Linked DNA regions of Gossypium hirsutum: all the other regions are linked to region 1. The links are chromatin contacts, called in public Hi-C maps. All regions are on one chromosome and are shown on one strand. Each heading gives the region's core, a stretch centred on a gene start, on an enhancer-like site or on the middle of the called end of the contact. The rest is flanking DNA. Distances are from core to core; before and after follow the strand shown.

Evidence for each region. A called contact is a pair of places that touch in the nucleus more often than the background predicts.
Region 2: a Hi-C map of leaf shows a contact between it and region 1, with 2.7 times the contacts expected there. The contact joins the promoter of LOC107899513 here to the promoter of LOC107899516 in region 1. A contact is called at or near these places in 13 of 34 Hi-C or Micro-C datasets (callus, cotyledon, hypocotyl and 3 more).
Region 3: a Hi-C map of leaf shows a contact between it and region 1, with 2.5 times the contacts expected there. The contact joins the enhancer-like site here to the promoter of LOC107899516 in region 1. A contact is called at or near these places in 15 of 34 Hi-C or Micro-C datasets (anther, hypocotyl, leaf and 1 more).
Region 4: a contact with region 1 is called in a Hi-C map of fibers, with 2.5 times the contacts expected there. The contact joins the enhancer-like site here to the promoter of LOC107899516 in region 1. A contact is called at or near these places in 8 of 34 Hi-C or Micro-C datasets (fibers, hypocotyl, leaf and 1 more).

The regions. Positions count from the first base shown.
Region 1 is chrD04:39,258,569-39,264,326 of Gossypium_hirsutum_v2.1, reverse strand. It overlaps LOC107899516 (SRSF protein kinase 1), which reads right to left and starts at 3,197. Exons shown (of 6, transcript XM_016825255.2): 1 at 3,025-3,197; 2 at 2,623-2,850; 3 at 1,239-2,180. The coding sequence starts at 3,168.
Region 2 is chrD04:39,420,924-39,426,027 of Gossypium_hirsutum_v2.1, reverse strand. It overlaps LOC107899513 (embryonic protein DC-8), which reads left to right and starts at 1,739. Exons shown (of 2, transcript XM_016825247.2): 1 at 1,739-2,827; 2 at 2,910-3,375. The coding sequence starts at 1,850. The coding sequence ends at 3,149.
Region 3 is chrD04:39,512,495-39,518,099 of Gossypium_hirsutum_v2.1, reverse strand. LOC107899512 (threonine dehydratase biosynthetic, chloroplastic) reads left to right here. Exons shown (of 9, transcript XM_016825246.2): 7 at 1-4; 8 at 92-226; 9 at 322-646. The coding sequence ends at 462. Among protein-coding and RNA genes, the nearest start is that of LOC107899512, 22 kb to the left of the region's middle. Within about 2 kb of position 2,334, at least 8 of the 9 cell types and tissues checked have an H3K27ac peak or open chromatin away from gene starts, as enhancers often do. A contact at or near this core is called in hypocotyl and leaf, where this site is marked.
Region 4 is chrD04:39,117,493-39,123,351 of Gossypium_hirsutum_v2.1, reverse strand. It overlaps LOC107899520 (probable 3-deoxy-D-manno-octulosonic acid transferase, mitochondrial), which reads right to left. Exons shown (of 13, transcript XR_001684707.2): 11 at 5,326-5,483; 12 at 4,468-4,988; 13 at 3,432-3,804. Among protein-coding and RNA genes, the nearest start is that of LOC107899520, 14 kb to the right of the region's middle. Within about 2 kb of position 1,956, at least 4 of the 9 cell types and tissues checked have an H3K27ac peak or open chromatin away from gene starts, as enhancers often do. A contact at or near this core is called in fibers, where this site is marked.

The sequences.
Region 1 (5,758 bases), core at 1,948-4,447:
GTTGGCTCCAAAGCACTTCTATAAGAATTTTAATGTACGTATTTTGCAAGGTAGAATAACAACTTCCCTAAAACTCCATGCTTTTCATTACACATTCAGTTTTAAAGGTGAAAAACAGCTCGGGTTCTCCTACAATGGAACATGGATCATACATAAACTATGTTGCAAAATGATCTTCTCTCTTATTTTCTTTTCTCTCACTTTCCTTTCCTACCAAGCACATTCAAAATTTATTTTCTTTCCACTTTTCCACTCAACCAATTACACCCTTAGAGAGGCCAAACAAAGCAGAGAGCGTAACTCATAAGTCATAATATGCCTAGCAGCCAAATGTTAGGTTAGCCAAGAAAACACGAGAAAAGACAAATCTGACCAATACAAATGAGATTGCATACATGACCACACGAGTACATGAGAACATGCATACACAGCATATAGATAACTCATACAAAATTTTATATATGATTAAATTGGCAAACTCTTGATGCTCCACAAGTTATACTAACAATTAAAGGTAATCCACTTATTCTATTCAACCAGTCAGTATTTTGAGCTACGAGAGAGCACTTTTCAAACTTGAACCTGAGTAAAAATTCTAATGGTTACCCAAGACTATGATGACAATTCAGCAGTCTCAAAAATAGATGAGCTTACATTCTGTTCAGCTATTGTTTCTAAATATAGGTTAACACCTAAAATGAATCCTAAATTTACATCAAATTTGAATCAAGTAAATTGGAGAAAGTGAAGTGAAATTTTCTGACACAACACTTACTAAGTCTCTCCGTTAAACAATTTTTCAGTTCATAACACCTCTCTTATTTTCTACCTTTTCATTTCTTATCCTTCTTTTAGAAAAACAAATAGGCTAACAAAGTTTTGCTGTGTACACTAAATAATTAAATGTTAGCATTTAAGCCAATGAGATTCTCATATTAAAGATATGTAAAATGCAAAATATCTTCAAGGGAAATGCCTCCATGTTTAACTGCAAGTTCAATATAACATGCAAAGGACGTACTTTTGTCCTTGTTTATAGCCTCTCTTTTCCTTTTCAGATACACATATATTTTTCCCCTTTCCAAAATCAAGGAAATAATTTTTTTTTAGGTTTTCAAGCTTCTCTGTACCTTCAAAGACCAAATGCAACATCTTGAGATGAGAAACTTAGAAACAAACACGTACATCATTATGGTGCAAAAAGCATAAAATGGATCACATTGTTATAAAGAAAATACCTCATCTCTGTCAAAGTTGTCACCACTATGGGGGTCAAAGAGTACATCACCCGTTGCGAGCTCAAAACAAATGCAAGCAAACGACCAAAGGTCCGCCGACGTAGAATACTTAGATCCCAGGATCACCTCAGGACACCTATATTGTCTTGTCTGAATATCATTAGTAAATTGTTTATATGTCCAACATGCATTCCCAAAGTCAACTAATTTGCACTTCAAGTCAACTGATGCCAACAGTTTCCGCCTTGTGGAGCGACTTCCTCTCTTATCACCTTGACTTGCTTGACTAGAATCCTTTGTACCATCAGCATCAGAGACTCTATTGGCATTGCCGGAACTAGTGGCACATTCAACAGAATCCGCAATAGGAGATGATTTAGCTGCACAAGATGTTTCAGGATCCTCATCACCTTCTGCAGTAACTTCTTTCTCCAGACATCCCTGAGCCACTCGCTTAGCCTTTCTCCGAAACTTTTTCTTCTGATTTCTACTCAAATCCCCATTAGTAGACAGCACCGTCTTGTCCTTACTATTCGGAAGGATGAGAGGAGCACCAGACTTTCTAGGGTCCTTGGACGGATCTATCATTGAGAACAATAAAATATTTTCCGGCTTCAGATCAGTGTGTATAATGGAAAGCTCCCTATGCAAGTAATCCAAGCCCATTAGAATATGGAAACATATCTCCTTAACCATATGAATAGGCATGCCACGATAATCAGAATACTTGATGAGAGTCAAAAGATTATCTCCCAAGTACTCAAACACAATACAAACATGCTGCCCATTCGGACCTGAATGCTTAAAATGATCCAAAAGCTTCACCGCACATTTTTTATCCTCTTTATCCCCATCCGCAATCTGTTGCAAGATTGTTATCTCATCCATCGCTGCCTCAGTGTAATGCTGGGCACTTTTTTGTACTTTCAAAGCTACATAACACTGTAGTTTAAAAACAAATTATTAAATATAACATAATAAAAGCAATTTAACTAAAATTAAAAGAGAATAGACTACATTTCTTAGTGATTTTTCTGCTGTTTCATAGTCAAAATTGATCGAGCAAACAAATGACTACTTGCGAGTGGCAACGAACACTTTTTATTCGTTCTTTACAATCCATTATATTTTTCTCCGTTATTTTCTAGGCAAAAAGTCTTAACACGATATTAACACAAATGAAATGATAAAGGTTCTTCTAGATGCTTTTCCTTCAATTAAAGGATCGAAAAAGTCTTATCAAATATTACTGAAATAAACCAAATAAATAGAGCTAAAAGGCAAACTTCTTCAGTAAACTAAGCAGATTTAATTATAGTAGGGCATAATTGAAGTGATCAACAAGGGAAACGAAGCAAGATCTGCTAGAGAGAAAGAGGAGTACGGAGCGGTGAGTGTCCCAAGCGAGCCAAACGGTGGAGAAATGGCCCCAACCGAGCTTGCTTTGTACAACGTAACGACCGTTCTTGAAAGTGTCTCCGATTCTAACAGCGTGATAACCGCCCCGCCGGTAATCTTCCGTTCCTTCGTCTTCCGATGTCAAATCCCCGCTCTCCGTCCCGGTCCACTCTTCTTCCTCCTCCTTGTCCCCCATTCCCTTGTCTTCCAAAATCTAGAAAAGGAAAATTTAAAAGGACATAATTTCTAAAAATTTCAACAATTCCTCGATTAGATTCAGCTGGATCAGTAGATCTTGCAGCTACTCCTATGATAGATAAAGGAACATTTCTCTTTTCTTCGTTTAGATTGAAGGAAAATAAAATGTTGGAAAAAGAAGAAAAAAAACCTTTTTCGGTTTTTGTGCGGGAGTATAATCCCCGTATGGGAAGTAGGGACTTTGAAATTTGGGGTTTTCGTTTTCTTCTTTTCCTTTCCTAATACTCGGCGTAAAAAAGGGGGCTGGAATCCTCTGTGTGTGAGGTGTCGTCATTAATCGGAAAATCCAAAATGATTGGAGTACTATTACCAGTAAAGCAACATTTATTTTTTAGTTTTGAAATTTAAATTCTCTCAAATAATTTAATAACATTGTTAAGATGAAATTTAAAAATGTATAATTTAAAAAAGTTACAAAATTTTCCTAAATTGATGTATTTTTATTTTTAGAAATTTATTTTTTTTATTTTTAAATATTAAATATTAAATTTAATTATTAATATTGTTAAAATTTATATTCATCATTTATTTACCAACATGATTGCCCATTGAATTTCTTTTAATTTTAAAATGACAAGTAAAATTTTTTTTAATAATTTAGAGTGACAACAATTAAACTTAAATTTTAAAATTTAAAAAGAAAATAAAGAATTAAATTCCTGAAAATAAAAATATAATGATTAAATTTTAAATTTATAAAGAATAAGAGACTATATTTTAACCTTTTTAAAAATCTAAAAAAACCACTATTAAAAATATTTTAAAAAATTCATTTTTTTTTTATTTTTTAAGCTGGCCCTTCCTTCCAAGGGGATTCGGTTCTCTTGTTTCTTTCATTACCAACAAAAAGAGTTTGTTATTTGCAACATCGCCTCTAATCTTCCATCCATCACTCCACCACCAAATTAAGTATTTTGCTCTTACTTTCCGAACTTACAATTTACTACTTTCATCCTTTTCAATTATTTTTCTTATAGGAAATACCCAAATATTGAAACTCCACCTACATTTTTTAAATTAAAAAAAACTGCCTCGACCCTTGACCCAACATTTTATGAAAAATTGACTCCGACTTCGACTCTTACTCCAACCAGAATTTATTTTATTACGTTAAACAAATTTTGTAATTATAAAAGAACCAAATCAATTAATTTGATGTTACGAGTATGTTTGAACTCACAAGTTAGATTTTTTTTTAACCATTAACCAACATAAATATATACGAGTTTCAACGTGGAGAATTTTACAGTCATCCAAGCATTGGTGTTGCATAAATTTATAAAAACAAGGGGAAATATACAAAAACCACACCTCAAGTAACACTAAGGGCACGTTTGGTTTGCTGTATTGGATTAGAGGTGTATTGGATTAGAGGTGTAATGGAATAGATGTGTAATAGCAAATCAACTGTTTGGTTGAATGTAATGGAATAGAGGCGTAATAGTAAAACTGTGTTTGGTTGAATATAATAGAGGTGTAATAGCATAATGGAGAAAACTAAAATGACCAGAATACCCTTAGCATAAATTTGTTTTGGTAAATGATTATTGTTATTGTTATTTAAATTTTAATAAGATTATTTATTATCAAAAATAAATAATTTAATCATATTTAAACATAATTATTATTTAATATATTTTAATTAAAATATATAATTTAATAAAATTCTTAATAATTAGCAGAAATTTGTTTTGGTAAATTATTTTATTTAAATTTTAATAAGATTATTAATATCAATAATAAATAATTTAATCATATTTAAACATAATTATTATTAAATATATTTTAATTAAAATATATAATTTAATAAAATTCTTTATAATTAATATTCTTATATGAATTTACTCAAATCATAATATATGATACTGTAAAATATAAATTAAAATAATAATTATTAAATATATTATAATTAAAATATATAATTTAATAAAATTCTTAATAATTAATAGTCTTATATGAATTTACTCAAATCATAATATATGATACTATAAAAGAAAATTTGAAATAATTAATATTAAATATATTTTAATTAAAATATATGATTTAATAAAATTTAAAATAATTATAACTAATAAATTATATTTTATGAATTTGTATAATTTAAAATAATAATTATTACATATAATTTAATTATTACATATAAAATTAGTTTAATTAAGGTAACCTAAGTTTAAAACAAATAAAATAAAGAATGAGGATTTGGTTTAGTGTATTAAGTATATCTATTTTGTTGACAATATTCTTATATGAATTTATATACTCATTTCCTTTTATTTATTAATATACCACATTAACCGGTATATATTTATATTAATGGCACAAAAAATTTGGGAGAAGATTTTTGAGGACTGCTTTTGTTTACAAATAACATCATTCATTCTGTGGGGAAAAAATTATAAACACTCTTGTTTACAAAAGATCATCAATACAAACTACTATAGCAGCCATAAAATTATTATTGCAATTCCACCCAAAGTATATGGACGACATCCCATTGCCTCAGCACTAACATAGCACATTATTTTTCTTAATTGAACAATTGGGCAATAAACTGATTTAAACAACAAAGTTGAGTTAGTAAAGGAAGATATGGCAGCTATTAAAAAAAACATATCTTACATCTAGATCATACTTTTTAAAACAATCTTCACATAGTGCCCTATCATATGTCCTCTTTGTTTTATTTATTTTCCACATTAGCATGTTGCATCAAAGCTGGACATTGACAACAAATATGCCCCTCACTATAATCACTAAGGAGGAAATATTTGAAACAAAGGCATTACTATAAATCAAATGGTCTCAGTTTTGTCCTACCAGTATATGCATCACTGACAATTATCTACACAACATTTTATATTTGC
Region 2 (5,104 bases), core at 490-2,989, 160 kb before region 1:
TTTTGTATTCTCGTTTTTTTGTATATTGAATGTGTAAAAAAAAACATTGTTTGTATTGGCTTTTTATAGCCAAAAATACAGAAAGAAAAAAATCAAAAGAAAAATCAAGGAAAATCCCTTCTGTTCCTTTTCTGTCCATTTTTTGCTGCTCCCTTCGTGTGTGCGTTTCTTTGTTTTCTGCGCAGGTACAGGTACGGAGACGCGTGAGTGCAGAGGCTAGCGTGGAGCGACTACACGCGCGCAGGCGCAACACGTGCAAGGAGAAGGCCTAGTGGCTGCGGCGCTGGAGGCTCACCCTAGCTGCTAGGGTTTCTGCTGGTGGTTAAGGCTAGTGGGCTTAGGGTTAGGTGATTGGGTTGGGGCTAGGCTTAATGGGTTTAGGTTTAGGCTAGGTTAATTTTGGGTTTGGGCTAACTGGGCTTACTATTGTAAACTGGACTATTTAATTGTTTTTTCATTTGGTTTTATTTTATTGACGGGCTGGGCAAAAATGGGCTCTTACAGTAGCATTGCATCATTTTTTACTCGATTTTAAAATTTTTAAAATTGAGATAATACTCGTATTTAGGATTTTCAAGGAAATTGAGCCCTAACATATTGGGTTCCAATTTTCTTTGTTAAATCTAACAATCGAGAATTGCTCATTAATCAAAAAATAAAATGAAAAGCTTGGTGTCGGGAATTTAATATGTTGTGTCCTAACGTATTGGATGTGACGTATTGATTTATCGAGACAAAGATTTTTTTAAAAAATAATAACAAAGGAAATATTCCAAGTTTAAGATTTTGAGAAATTGTGCCCTAACGTATTAGGCCGTGATTTCTTTATAAATCTTAAACAAATAAATATTCTTTTAAATTTTATTACACGAGTATTTTGGACTAATTCATTTTTGAGGAATTAGAATGTCGTGCCCTAACGCATTGGGTGTGACATTTTCTTTCTCCGAAATGATAAGAGTTTTAATAAGTAACGTTTTTTAAGTTTTTATTAAGGATCATATTTTTAAATTTTCGACATTAAGACACTAATTAATTAACTAGGTACCAATTTTGGGCGTTACGAGGGTGCTAATCCTTCCTCGTACGTAACCGACTCCCGGATCCATTTTTCTAAAACTCGTAGACCAAAGCTATTTTTTAGGTGATCTAATCACACCTCAATAAAAGATTGGTGGGGACTCCCAATTTTTGTTTTTTTAAAAGTCGACAACTAATTTTTGTTTTTTTCAAAAATACAAATGGTTTCGACAATGACAAATCAAATTTTCTTCTTGAAAAAATTTCAAATCAAACTAAAAACATTAAAAATGAAGAGAAAAAATTCTTATTTATCATTCTCACATTAAAAAAGAATAAAAATAACATAAAATCACACTTTCGTACAATCCTTTCTCTTTAAACAAAACGGTCTAAAACTTTAAATATTCTTTTAAATCACATATACGCCTAATTTTGCCGAGTATTGCGCGACTTGCGTATGAAAAAACACGTGGAAACACACTGCATGAAGAAAGAAGATACCGACTTTGATGGTCACAGCCACAGGCAGCACCAATCCATCCACCGCTTCATATAAATCACTGAGACTAGCATTGCAAGTGTTCCTGCAACGTGTCAACTCATCATCTCACTAAAGCACGTGGCGACCAATCAGATTAAACGTTCTTCACCTACGTGTCATCCTCCCAGGATTAAAGCTAATTGTATATAGATCCATCGAAAGCATTTCACCAGCTTATAAAACGTACAAAGATCCAAAGATCATATATACATTTCTTCTGAATTACCTGTAATATCATTATTTGTTTTCCACCGAGTTCTTTGTTTGTTTGAGATTTGAACAACAATGGCGACAAGGCAAGAGAAGGAGCAAAGGGCCGAGGCGGCAGCAAGACAAGCGGCGGACGAACTTAGGGATGTTAATAGAGAAAGAGATTATGAAGAAAGAGTTGCTTATAAGGAGGAATGGGATCAATCTCCGCCGCAACAGCAACAGAGGCCCGGAGTTATTGGGAGCATGTTGAGGGCGGTGCAAGACACGTTCGGGCATGCCAAAGAGGCCGTCGTAGGTAATAAGGGCCACGAGGCGGAGGATTTCACTGGTCGAGGTACAGAGAAGACATGGGAGATGAAAGATAAAGCTGGTGAGTACAAAGACTATGCAACTGACAAGACAAAGGACGCCGCAGAGAGGGCGAAAGAGGCAACGGATGCTACCAAGGAAAAGGCTTCTGAGTATACAGATTATGCTGCTCACAAGGCAAAGGAAACCAGGGACTCCACCGCCCACAAGGCCAAAGAATCAAAGGATTCAGTAACAGGTAAAGCTTCCGAGTATGGAGATTATGTTGCCCAGAAGGCGAAGGAATCCAAGGATGCGGCGACCGGTAAGGCGGCTGATTATGCAGATTATGCTTCTCAGAAGGCCAAGGAAACTAGGGACTCGGCTTCCCAGAAGGCGAAAGAAGCCAAGGATAATATCACAGGGAAGGCTTCCGAGTATAAAGACTATGCAGCAGAGAAAGCCAAGGAAGCAAAGGACATGACAGCCGAGAAGGCGAAGGAAGCGGCGGGGAAGGCAAGAGAGGGGACGGAATATGCGGCAGAGAAGGCTAAAGAAGGAAGAGATGCTACAGTGGAGAAGACGAAGGAATACACAAATTATACCGTGGATAAAGCAAAGGAAGGCAAGGATACCGGTGTTAGTAAGCTTGGGGAGCTGAAAGACTCAGCTGCTGATGCTGCTAGGAAGGCCATGGGCTTCCTCACTGGAAAAACTGAAGAAACGAAGCACACGGCATCCGAAACTGCAGATAGAACCAAGGTAATCATATGAATCTTAATTATTCCAATCTTTTTTGTCAACCACTGTATTGTGTACTAAATGTTTGGTCAAATTAATATAGGAAAAGTTGAGCGAAACAACGGAGTCAGCTAGACAGAAAATGGAAGAGATGAAGCTGAAAGGTAATGATGGTGGTCGTGGGGTTTCAGAGAGGGTGGTGGTGAAAGTTGAAGATACGCGACCAGGAGCTTTTGCTTCTACACTGAAAGCATCTGATCAGATGAGTGGCCAAACTTTCAACGACGTGGGGCGTGTGAATGATGAAGGTGTTTATGATCGATCGGACAAAACCAATCTGTGATCTTTAAAGCACTGCACATTCCTTTGGTGTATGTGAGAGTATATATATATATAGGGTGGGTGGACTATTGTGGTGTTTTTGTTTCCATGGTTTTGCTTCTGCTTTTGTATCTGTTCCGCTATGGAGTGCTTTTTTTCTCGTTTGATCAGGAATACCAGGAAATGATGTATAAATAAAAGCCACCCAAAAATTAATAGAGAGAATATGGGTTATAGTTTCATGATAACTAGATCTCTTCATTTTAATGCAGAGGCCGGTTTCAACTTCATGGTCTTTGATTGCATATAAGGAGTTATATCTTTTCCTTTAAAGATTCCGGTAGATGCTGGGCCTCTAATGAAGTTAAGACACCAATGGGCTTTCCCCGTTGAAGCCTATACATTATATTTTTTTTCTTTTTTAATCTGATTTTTCGGAATTCCTTTCAAATCAAATCGGGTGAGCATATTGGAATATTTGCACATCACAAAACAACTGAACTTAATAAGAATTTAGTTAAGGGCCTTAAATTTGAAAATAGATTATATGCAGAATAGTTAAAATGAAGAAACAAGCCCCAAGTAGTCGGCGGTAGTGAAGGCAGTGTTTGGGATCAACTTTAAATGCATTATATGTTCTTGTCTACTATTGTATACTTGTAAACCAAGTTAAATACTTGTATTTGTAGGCAATGGGATATAATGTAAATGTAAATGAGTTCAGACGTGGTTGAGTTGGGATTCAGTTTTTGTCAACTAAGCAGTCTTGTTTAGAAGTAATAAAAAAAGGTAGTTTATATGCTGATTTAGTTTAAAATTTTAAGGTAAAATAATTTTTTTTCGGTTAAAAATTATAAGTTCATTGATTTAGATAGACATTGTTTAAGGTATGTTTACATTCATAATGATGCTATTAAAATTTTCACCTGCCGTGAGGATGGATCATCACTCGAGAAATTGTGATTGCATTGCAACTCAATATCCTAATAACATTGATTAAACGGTATGCTGATTAAACAGTCCCGCATTAAGTGTATGGTCTTCAAATTTACAAAGGTCATGTTGTTAAGGAGGGATGGAGTAGATCTAGGGGTTTAGTTGACAATGGTTATGCGGACACGAAAATTAGTTTTACCTCATTAGAGGAAGATGCTTTATAGAATGCATACAGAAGTGTTAGATCATAATCATAGCAAAAAACAAAAGGGTCTTCCAATATAATTAAGTAACTCGTTTCATCTGTCTCACCAAAAGCGGTAAGCTTGTTACTATAACTTGTGACAAAGTTGGCGGCAACAAGGTTTCCAACGGGGAGTTGTTGTGTTGTGCAGAAAATTGAAATGCAAATTGGGCGGAATAACTCCTCCCCATTGGAAACTATGTTGCTACCAATTCTGTCATAGGTTAATGCAACAAGTTCAAAGTCTTTGGTGGAGAAAACGAGTAAGTTGAGTATACAAAGAGGTCCCTATGCTTTTCGCTATGACTATGAACCTAAACTTCTATATGAGTTTTATAAAGCATTCTCCTCTGATGGGTGAAACTCTGCCAATTAAGGCCTTAGTTATACTCCACTCCTTGACAGAATAACTTTTGTAAACTTGAAGCCTTAGATACACTTCAACTCGTGACTTTTTAATCGGCGCCAACTGGGACCTCAAGTTGCAATATGATCCTAGCTTCTCAGGTGATTGCTCCATCCTCACATGGTCGGTGAAATTTTTAGATCACCGAGCTCCACAACATCATCTCGAACCCAAACCAACATAAAACTATGATTATGTCTCCCTCAAAGAAAAAGAGAATAAATCTTTACACCTACAAATTTCAACACGCAAGAAAAAAAATGATTTTAAAGGAAACGGTAGGCGAAAGGGATGATAGAGTAGGGGGATGGAAACTCTTATTTATATAATTGATAAGGGAGGAAAAAATCACGTTAATAATGTTTTGAAATTTCAACTCCAAATTTTCGGG
Region 3 (5,605 bases), core at 1,085-3,584, 250 kb before region 1:
TTTGGTAATTACTAATTTTAACAAAATTTCCCTCCTTTGTGATGATTGTATATATGCTGTCTTTGTTAATTCTTTTAATCATCTCTTTCAGATGGGAGGCAGATTGAATGTAGAAAACGAGGTTCTATGCCGATTTGTTTTCCCGGAGAGGCCTGGTGCTTTGATGAAGTTCTTAGACACATTTAGTCCACAGTGGAATATTAGTTTGTTCCATTACCGCGGTCAGGTTAGCATCCAAGAAAAACTTTGCTGAGAATTTTCAATTCTAATGGGTTGTGCTTTAGAACAAGACATTAATCCTGATTTTATTTCATCCAACAGGGTGAAACAGGAGCTAATGTGTTGGTCGGAATTCAAGTTGGGAAGAGCGAGATGGAGGAGTTTATACAAAGATCGGAAAGTCTTGGATACGAGTATGTATTGGTAACCAATGACAGCAATTTCCAACTTCTGATGCATTAGTTAAGAAATAGGTTCTCATATTTATAGAAATAGAATATGTAGCTCGCAATAAGGTTTAAGGTCTTGGTTTTTCTTGCATTGGACTAAATACTTTCAGACTTATATGTACCCAATAATATATGAGCTTCATAATTTAAATATCGAATTAGAGGTCAGTCAAACAGTGAGATCTCCATTGGTTTAATTTTGTATATAGTTTTGAGCAGTGGACGCCATGTTACTAGAAATTTGCATATGTATCATGTATGTTAGGTAGTAAAGCTCAAGAGGTAGGAGCCAACTTCTTAGCTTCTGGTTCCTTTGAATACGTACAGACCAACTCTTCTAAAACAATTATTTATTCAAACAAAACAATTCAAGCTGTCTTTGTCCATAATGAAATTACTTTAATTGTATTATTAATTATTAAATCAAAATATTAAAAAAAAAGTTTACAGGGCATAAACATAAATAAAAGGCGCATGAAATAGATACGTAAACTATATATGGTACAGGTACAGGACCAGGGTAAAGAAGGGAAGAGTAATTAGGGGGAGGCTATAATTTTTCAATCCATGTCCACTATCCATCCCCATAAACACCCAACTCCTTCGCCACCACTTACTCCAAAACCATCGATACACCCTTGTTCCTCGTCTCTTCCCAAAATCAAAATCAGAATATCATTCTCGATTCAATTTAATTAAATTAATTAAATTGCAATTCAATAATAAAAAACATTATAATTTAACATGCCATAAAATCTTTTTTTGAAACAAAAACGACCACAAAGGTCAACTAAGATTAATTATGAAACATCACAAATTACAGCATTGTGGATTTCCGGCGGATAATCCAATTCGAACAAATTGTTTTCGGCCTCGCTATACATTTTTTTACAAAGTAAATGGGCCACCTTATTACAAGACCGTTCGGCCCAAATTAAATTGGCAGAATTAAAAAATTCAAAGGCAGCAGCACAATCCTTAATTCGTGCGCCAATTGTAGTGATGTCATTGACTAAATTGTTTAGTCTGTTGACCAACCCCACATGGTCGGTCTTAAAAAGAACGTGTTTTTTAACTGTAGTCTGCGCGCCACTTTAATGCTCTCTTCGAAGGCCACGCACTCAGTTTCTTCCACCGACATCCCACCCTCTTTGAAACCCCCGCCGCCACCTAGAACAAAGCCTTCTTCATCTCTGACGACCATCCCGTACCCGATTCTATTTTCACCAACAGTAGCATCAAAATTTATTTTAATAAATCCCTTTGGAGGTTTGTTCCACTTTTTCTCCACGACGTTCTGTGACATTAATGGCTCGTTCATCATATTGCATATTTGAAACTCCTTGGTCAAGTTGTTAGCTCTTTCCCATATTTGCTTAGCCTCTTCTTCTTTTCCCCTGAAGATAAAGTTGTTCCTGTTATTCCAGTAGTTCCATAGGGTTGTTATCAAGTCGGCCATAGCTCTTTTGTCAAGGACCCGCATCAAGTCTTCCAACCAATCAATGCAGTGATCGTAATTCTTAGAAATAAAGCTCCTGGACCACCCTCCAATCGACAAAACTGCTCTCGAGGTTGGGCAGTCTTTTAAAGCATGTAACACAGTTTCGGTCTCTACTCCGCATCGAGGACATCCCTTGTCAAAATCCTGTCTGATAGAGGCGATCTTACTGTTCGTGGGGAGGATTTCATGCCCCACCCTCCACGCAAAAACCCGGATCTTCGGTAGAGTATCAAGCTTCCATAATGCTTTCCAAAGGAACCTGTGAGGGCCGTATCCCATTCCTTTCAGCAACAGCCATGAATAGGCAGATTTTAAAGTATAACACCCGTAAGGGTTATGAAACCATATCAGTCTATCTTCCTGGCCCTCCCCTCCAATGGGAATATTGCAAATCTTATCCCCCCAATCTTGTCCATACGCGTGTCTGACTTTATTAACCTCCCAACACCTCCATTCCACATGCCAAAGATTTTTCACACTCTTTCCATCTCTTTTTCGAGTGTTGCTTATAATAACATCCCCATTGAGCCCTTCCATTCCCCAATTATCATCCCAAATATTTATCTTCTCGCCGTTTCCAATCTGCCAACCAAAGCCATCTTTAAGCGCTTCCGCCGTTGTCGCAATACTTGTCCAAGTGAAAGACGCTTTGTCCACCTTTTTAGCATTAAAAATGTTGCCATCAGGAAAATATTTTGAAGAGAAAACCTTGAAGCAGAGAGTATCAGTATTGTTTATTAGTCTCCACACTTGACGCCCTAAGAGAGCCAGGTTGAAGAGTCGCATATTTCTAATTCCAAGCCCTCCCATAGCCTTTGGCTTACACAGCGTTTTCCATGGGATCATTGTCCAGAATCTCCCTTTATCTTTTCCCGACCACCATGTTCTGCTAAGCTTAGCTTGAATGTCATCGATGATGCTTTTGGGGGCCAAAAAAATTGACAGAGCGTACGTAGGGACGAATTGGAGAACCGCTTTAATGAAGACTTCTTTACCCCCAAAAGAGATAAATCTCTTTGTCCAGTTGTTAATCCTGCAAGACAATCTATTAGTAATCTCTTGGAAAGCCACTGTTTTTTTTCTTACCAATCGGGATAGGAAGGCCTAGGTAGTTGTTTAAGTTTTCCACCACCGTCATGCCTAGGAGACCACTAAGGATTGTTCTCTGGTCACGTGAGGTGTTAGGACTGAAAATGACCATGGACTTTTCAAAATTAATCTCTTGCCCTGAAATATTAGAGAAAGTGTAAAGCATGTTAACAAGGCTCTCCACATCACTCTTTTTATTTTTCACAAACAACAGTGCATCATCAGCAAAAAACAAATGATTTATTCTGGGGCCGTCTCTGCTGGCCCTTATGCCTCTTAAAATGTTGTTCTTTTGAGCATGGATAAGCATTCTCGAAATAGCTTCCATACAAAATAAGAACAAATAAGGAGAGAGGGGATCCCCTTGTCGGAGACCCCTTTCAGGGATGAAAGTATCAAATAAAATGTTGTTACATTTAACCGTATATTTAACCGAACGAACACAATCCATAATGTTGGCAATCCACTTTCCATCGAATCCCATTTTCTTCATAATTATTTCCAGAAAGTTTCACTCTACACGATCATAAGTTTTGCTCATGTTGAGCTTGACCACGAGCCCTTTATTAGGACCATTTTTAGAGCTTTTAAGATAATGGAGAAGCTCATCCGCAATTAAAATATTGTTGTGTATCATCCTCCCCGGCACGAATGCACTTTGATTTTGGCTAATGCAACTAGGCAGGACAGCTTTCAACCGATTGGCATACACCTTGGATATGATTTTGTAGACAAACCTACACAAACTAATAGGGCGGAAGTTAGTAAGCTCATAAGGATCTCTAATTTTAGGAATTAAAATAATCATAGTTTCATTAAGACTAGAGATATTTTTGTTCCCATTAAGAACATCCATGCAGCAGCTAATAGTATCCTTTCCCACGATCTCCCAGTAATACTTGAAAAAATTTCTCGATAGACCATAGATACCAGGGGCTTTATTAGGATCCATCTGCTTAATAGCCTGAAGAACCTCCTTCTCCGTATATATCTTATTAAGCCAGTCATTTGTATCCCTTGTCACACACTTTTTCATATACCCCATCTCTTGGATATTAGCATTCTGACCGTTTGACCGAAACAATATCACAAAGTAGTCTTTAGCCACCTTACTTATTCCCTTACAATCCGCAACCCAATTTCCTTCAGCATCTTTAAGCTTCTCAATATTACTCTTCTTAAGTCGACCAGTGGCTTTAGCATGGAAGTACCTAGTATTTCGATCACCCTCCCTAAGCCATCTTGATCGAGACCTCTGTGCCCAGTAACTTTCTTCCTTAGCATATAGGAAGTCCAACCTTCTGCGAGTTTCCTTTAACGTCTTCCCACTATCCTCTCTGTTGGCTGAGTCAATAACCAATTCAATTTGTTTATCCAATTTCCTCATTTCATTCTTAAGTTTACCATATTTCTTATGCTGCAATGGACCAAGGGCCGCCCTAACCCTTTCAATCTTATCCCCATAATCCGTACCCTCCATATTCCAAGCTCTTTCAATAATATTTTTTGCTTCCTCATCACCTACCCAACAAACATCGAACTTGAAACACAATCTATTGTCTTTCGGGTAAGCTTTCAATTTTTGACCCTACAAGTCTAAGATAATAGTGTCATGATCGGACTGGGTTTGTCTCACCACTTTGGTAGCTATAAACGGGAAGTTTTCAACCACCGAGACTGAGGTGAGAAATCTGTCAAGTCTCTCCTTTATCAAGCTTCCCTCATTTCTATTGTTGACCCAGGTAAACCATCCACTATCAGGTTTAATGTCCACCAGAGCCATATCGTCCATAACATCTTTAAACTCATTCATCTGGGCCTTCACCCCCTGCGTCCACCTTCTTTCTCGGCGTCATTCAGTATGGCATTAAAATCTCCCCCAACCACCCACTCCTCCCTAACCGATTCCTCAACCCTCCGCAAAATATCCCATGAGACAAAATCTTGGTTAAGGAAAAACGAGAACAACTGTTAAACTAAGCCTTATTGAATAATATGTTTTGATATAGCAAATTAAAGTGTTTTTGAAGAAAAGTAAAGTTGAGCAATTTCATAAAATCAAGTTGAAATGGTTTCAATTGAGTCAAACATTTTTAAATATGTTTTAATCATTTTCAAACAAGTTAGAATTGCTCCAAGATAAAAATTATCGATAGTTTTTTGTCTAAGTATCGATATTCTACAAGATATCGATACCTCTCTGTTAATCGATACCAAATTGACATTCTGAAATTTGTAACCTCTACTAGGTATCGATCATGTATCAATACTTATCATAAAAATATCGATAAATCCCTTAGGTATCGATATTCCTGCTCCAACGGTCACTAAAATCAGTATTAATTACAAAAGATATCGATACCCTTTTATTAGGTATCGATATTCGTTGCAGGTGAAGTTAATGACCCAGTATTTCATCCCTAACGGTTATATTCACTTCTACAACAACCATAACGGTTGGAAATCAATTAGAGGGTATGAATACCATCTTTCAAAGGTTTAGCAACAAGAAGTGCAATGCGCAAAACTTAAAGATAAATCAAAACAACCTAGAGCTTAATTTTTT
Region 4 (5,859 bases), core at 707-3,206, 140 kb after region 1:
CTAATTGATTCTAAGTTAATTTTCTGTTTCATTTCAGATCTGATTGTCTAAAGCTTTCTTAGGACTTTTCTCATGACTTGGCAACTCGATCTTGGTCTGCGCACAACCCTCTATCGTTAGGGCCTATTCTGTAGTGTTTAAAAAAAACACTTATGACTCCAAAAACACTTTTGAAAGAAAAGTTGTGCTAAACAAGCTGCTTTTGGCTAAAATTTTTAGCTTTGTAGAAGTGCTTTTCAAAAGTCCTTCTGAAAAGTAGAAGCTAAAATTTTTAGTTTTTCCTCTCCCAAAAGCACTTTTAGTGCTTAATTACTTTTTCACCCCTCCAATAACATAGTGCTTTCCCTTTATTTTTTTGGTGCTTAATTACAAATGTGTTAAAATTATTAATTAAAAATTAAAAAAATATTTTTTAAAATACTAATTACAAATATTTTATGGTTATATTTAAATATTTAAAATATAGTTTATATATTCTAATTGAATTTTATAAATAATTAATATTTATTGCTTAAAAATATTTAAAATTTATATTTCATATATTAAAATATTAATAACAAGTTATAATATTTTTTTATATTTTTAATAAAATATAATAATATTAACTAAATTAAATATTATTTAAATGTATATTTGTTACTTGATAATAACATGTCTAAAATGGACATTTTATTTCTCAAAAGCACTTTTTGAGAGTAATGCTAAACACTCAAATTTAAACCACACTTTTCAAAAGCACTTCTCAAAAGCACTTTTCTACGTCACTTTTCAAAAGCATTGTCAAACTAGCCCTTAGTATATATATAGTACTTTCCTTTTCTTTAAATTATTTTTATTTTATATAAAAAATTTAAGTTTTAATTTGATAAATTTTATAATTTATATATATTTTAAATTTGTATTCTTTTTGAATTTATATATTTTACAAATTAAATAATTATTTTTATAAAATTGACTCAAACGAATTAAATAATTGTAAAAATAATCCAAGAGCCATATCATGTACGAGAATGATTTGAAATCTACAGTGTCTGTCGATGTCGCCAAACACACCAATGGCACCACCACTCATCATTAGCCAATCTTCGGCTTTTTAAAGCTACTAGTTTCTTTGGGTACCACCACTATATCTGGCGACACTCGTATGTATTTTTTAAAATACCTATATTTTTTACGGGCATTCACGGTGGAAAAAATTTTTATTTTGGTGCCGTCACCACATTAGGCGACACAAGGTTTTTTTTTTAAAAAAAATTGGTCTCACAATCGTACCAGGTGACACAGTTGTTAGGTTTTAGAAAAATGATTTTTTTAACCGTCAATGTGCCAAGCAGCACCAATGATCATTTTAAAAATATATATTTTTTATAGTTAAAAAAAAAACAAATCTTAAATATATTGAGTAAGAAGATAAAAAGCATTGTAAATAAAAAAAAGTAAATTTATAGGAAGTGAATGTAACGGCCAACGCGATAAAAACTAAAAAACAAGTAAAAAAGATTTAGGAACAAAAACTCCAACGATAAGAAAACAAAATGGAAAAGAGAGATATAACTATTTGCAATGAAGTGAAAACTTTGGAATATTCATTGAAAAAGAAAATTAGAAAACTCATAAGTGCTGACAAAATTGATAAAGTGTTTAATATAAAAAAACATAATTAATGCAATTTCAATTATTACTCTCCCTACAACTTTTTTGGAAATTTCTTTCATTTTTCATTTTCGTTTCAGAAAAGGACTTACCATTCCAACTTCTTTTCACAAAACTTTTAAAGATAAAAAACGGGTCCTTTTTTCCCTATCTTCTTCTTCTCTCTTTCAAGCTAAGTTTTTTTTTTTTTGTAACTTCCTCAAGCTATGTCTTCGATCTTCATAACTCAACAAAATTACTTCAATCAAACCCAAAAGTAACCAAAGAAACCAAATCTAACCCCTTCATCTTCAATGGAAGACCTCCTTTTCCTCTTGGCTTTCCTTTCTCTCTTTACCATTAATTCATGTCATTCGTTTACTCTCTTGCCTAGAAAATTTGAAACGAAAAAGCATTAATTTCTTTCAATACTCTTGTAAATAACTTTTTTACATATATATATTTTTTCCATTTTGTTTTCTTCTGCTACTTTTTACTGCATCCTGCCATTAGAGCTTTTGTTTTTAAGCTGGATTTTTTTACTTGTGTTTTGATTCTAATAGTGTTTTTTTTTCTTCTCTTTCACTATATTTAAGATTTAAGATTTGCTTGCTTTCTTTAACTGTAAAAAATATTTTTTTTTTAACACAGTCATCATATCGCCTGACACACTAACAGCAAAAAAAATTATTTTTTTAAAACCTAACAACGGTGCAGTGGCAGGGCCAAATTAAAAAAAAAACCGAGGCTGCCTAACATGGCAGCAGCACCAAAATAAAAAAAATTAAAAAAATTTCCACCGTGAATGCCCGGGAAAATATGGGTATTTTAGAAAACATGTATCGCTGAACACAACGACACCCAAAAAAATTATTTTTTAAAAAGTCGATGATTAACTAATGAAGGGACAATGCCACCGTGATTCTAGTCCTGGATAATTTTCGTAGTTATTTAACTTGTTTGGATTAGTTTCGAAAAAAATCCAAAATATCATAAGTATTTTTTTATGAATGCTACATCATCAATTGTTAACACATGACATATCCACATTGGTTGCATATGCCACCTATTTTTTTTAACACCAACTTTTTGCATAAAAAATGATATACAAAAATGGGAGAAGAAAATTTAAATACCAAACTGAGAAAATAAGTACAGTTTAAGAGCAAAATACATTTGATTATTTTCTTGTATTGTATCCAAAAAACTTCAGACTCTTTTAACATCTCAGGCTCATATGTTTGTACATACAAAATACTCAAAGATTTGTTGTGAAGGCCGATGTAATTAAAAGAAATGGTTGCAATTACATTCTCCAAACAAGGGTGTAATCATTTGCATTATTTATGACAGGCAACCAAACGTAGAGACAGATATAAGACATGTCGATAAGGAGAAACACTTCCCATTCAAACAAACTACACTTCCACGTTCTAACATATAGGATAAGAGAGCAGAGAAAACAGTTTACAAGCAATGCTGGTATATGTTTCCCCTAACTTACTGTTTCATAGTAAACATGTGACCAACACTTTATCTTTGGTGTATGCAACTAAAAACATAACTACATGTCTACATCCTGTATAAAGAAAACTCCATTCATTTATACCTTTGTATCTTATTGCAAGTAAATATGTTCATGCAGTTTTTCAAGCTACGTTACTCGAACTCGGGTGTGAGTTTGGATATGGGTTTTTAAAAAGTATTCCTATGTATTTGGAGGACTCTAAAAGGGTTATATTCTCATTACCATGTATGAACATGTCTAGAATCTAGATATAGATGGGGGACATGGGTGCTTTAAAAACAAATTGAAGAGTCTATAATTCAAGTGTTTTCTGTTGCCTGTTAGTTGTCTTAATCCTCAACAGATAGCCATAGGAATAAAAAGGAAAAGAACAAAGGAATAAAGCACCGTATACTCACATGTTGGTGATCTCCCTGTAGACATACATAGTAAAGACAGGAACCTTACATGCTAGCTAATGAATCTCAAGAAGCCCACTCCATGCTCACAATATAACAACTTCCGAACATAGCACCTGGAAACCCTTTCATGAGTAAATGATCTAAAGGATCATCTCCTGCATAATTTCTTACTATCTTCAATTCAACATGACAATGCACCTTGTCACAGCTCTGCTCATCTTCATCACCAAGAGCTACTGATACCTACTAAGAACAATGCAAGATCGAACAATAGATTACTGTTTCAATTAAAAAAGGATCATATCTGGTGGTATGATCTAGATTATATCCTAGCTACAGGGAGAAAGGTACTCTTTTTTTTTTGGTTATTTTTCAATAATTCAAACAACAAATATAGACATGACACTAAAGCCTTGTATAAATCACATGCTAACCAGATTAATTTTTCCACAATCACTAACTGCTAATGTTACCAAACAGAATATTACTTGGAGTTGTAGACCCAACATTTTTTTACCTAGATGGTAGTAAAATGGAATTTGGCCAAAATTTGGCAGCAATATACACAACACTTGCTTTGTGATAAATATATGAAACTAACATTGGGACATAAACAGTACGTAGCAAGGTACTGATTACATCATTCTAAAGTTTTAAAGGAAGGCCAAGCATGACAGAAGAGCCTCAAGACCTAGCATTTACTACCAAATCAAGACAATCTTGATACTGTATAAATCAAATCACAGTTCAACTTGTTGAAACACCAAGCCATACCTTTAGCTAATTACTAACAGAATTGAAGGTTCCTTTTGTTTTGCAGGTTGTTATATGTAAGTATATGCTACCAAGAATCTGGGTTAGACGTATATACAGAGAACCAATTTTCAAGGAAAAAGAAAACTCAACCTCATATCATGGCTCCTTCAACAGATTATTCTGAAACTGATGTCTGTAACATTATGAGACTCAAATGGCTATCCTTCATGTGGCGAAAACTTGTTAGATCCAGTGAGAAGAAACTACCCAGGTATGTCCCCCCTGGTCACTTAGCTGTTACCGTTGGGGAAGCTGGTAGGAGGTTTGTCATAAAGGCAGATTACTTGAATCAACCAGTTTTTCGTCACCTGCTAGATAAAGTATATGAAGAACATAGTCCAAATAAAGATGGCCCCCTGGCTATACCTTGTGATGAGTGTCTGTTCAGAGATATTATTCATTCGTTGGATGGTGGGTGGTTTGGATGTCTGTCTATTAGCTAAGCACGTTAACAACAAAGACCTCAGTATAAGCTCATGGAAGACATGAGTTCATATTTTCATGGTTCCACGTAACAAAAGTGTGCTAGACTGGTGCAAACAGCTGCAAAGACTGGGTGCAACAGTTGAAGCAGATGCCAAATCTCTATGAAATGTCATCAACATTTATTCCTGTTAAATTAATGATGCAAATAGAATTATATTCTTACCACAGAATGATAACTTATTGGTTAATGAGCTATTTATGACAAAACAAGTAGCTGCTATTCAAACCGTATGCACATATGTTTTATTCATAACACACAGGTCTTTTAGAGGTATTTAGGATCAATTCAATGTTATCTAGGGGAAAAAAAGTTAATTTCCAGATTAATTTAGCATGAGAAAGCAAATGATAATAACAAAATGAGATTCAATGCCTTGATGTGCTGCGGTGTCGGAGTTGGTGAATGCTTCAAACTTATAACTGTTGCATCAGTCTTGAATTATTTTCTAAAAGATTACTTGCCTCAACAAATGGAAATTCAGTACATCCCAAGCACTGGAAACAACAGCACTTGATAAAGCATGGAAGGCTTCTTTTGCAGCCTTCTGTCGTGATTCTAGAATCTTTGCATCGGCAAAGAGCTCCATTAGAACCTTTTCCAGCTCTAGCTTACCTGACACCTGCAGACCAATTAAAATAAAATCTTTAGCATTTGACACAGAAAATATGCATTGTTAATGTCAATATCTTAGATAATTTACCTAAAGGCCTAACAAGAACATGTTGCCAAAAAAGGCGGCAGTAATTGAATGAAATTTCAAACAAAATAAAAAAAATTTAACACGGTATCTTCCCTAAAACATCTCAGTTCAAATTAAGCTGATTTAAGACAAAAGCAAATTCCAAGAGTATCATCTGCCAATCAAGACTGACACACTGATTTACTCATAAACATCTGGGAGAAATAACCTCCAAATAAGTACTTACAACCCTAGAAGATACAGAGAAATCAGCTTACTAAACCAATGAGATTTAGGACTAGATGGACTGAAACAA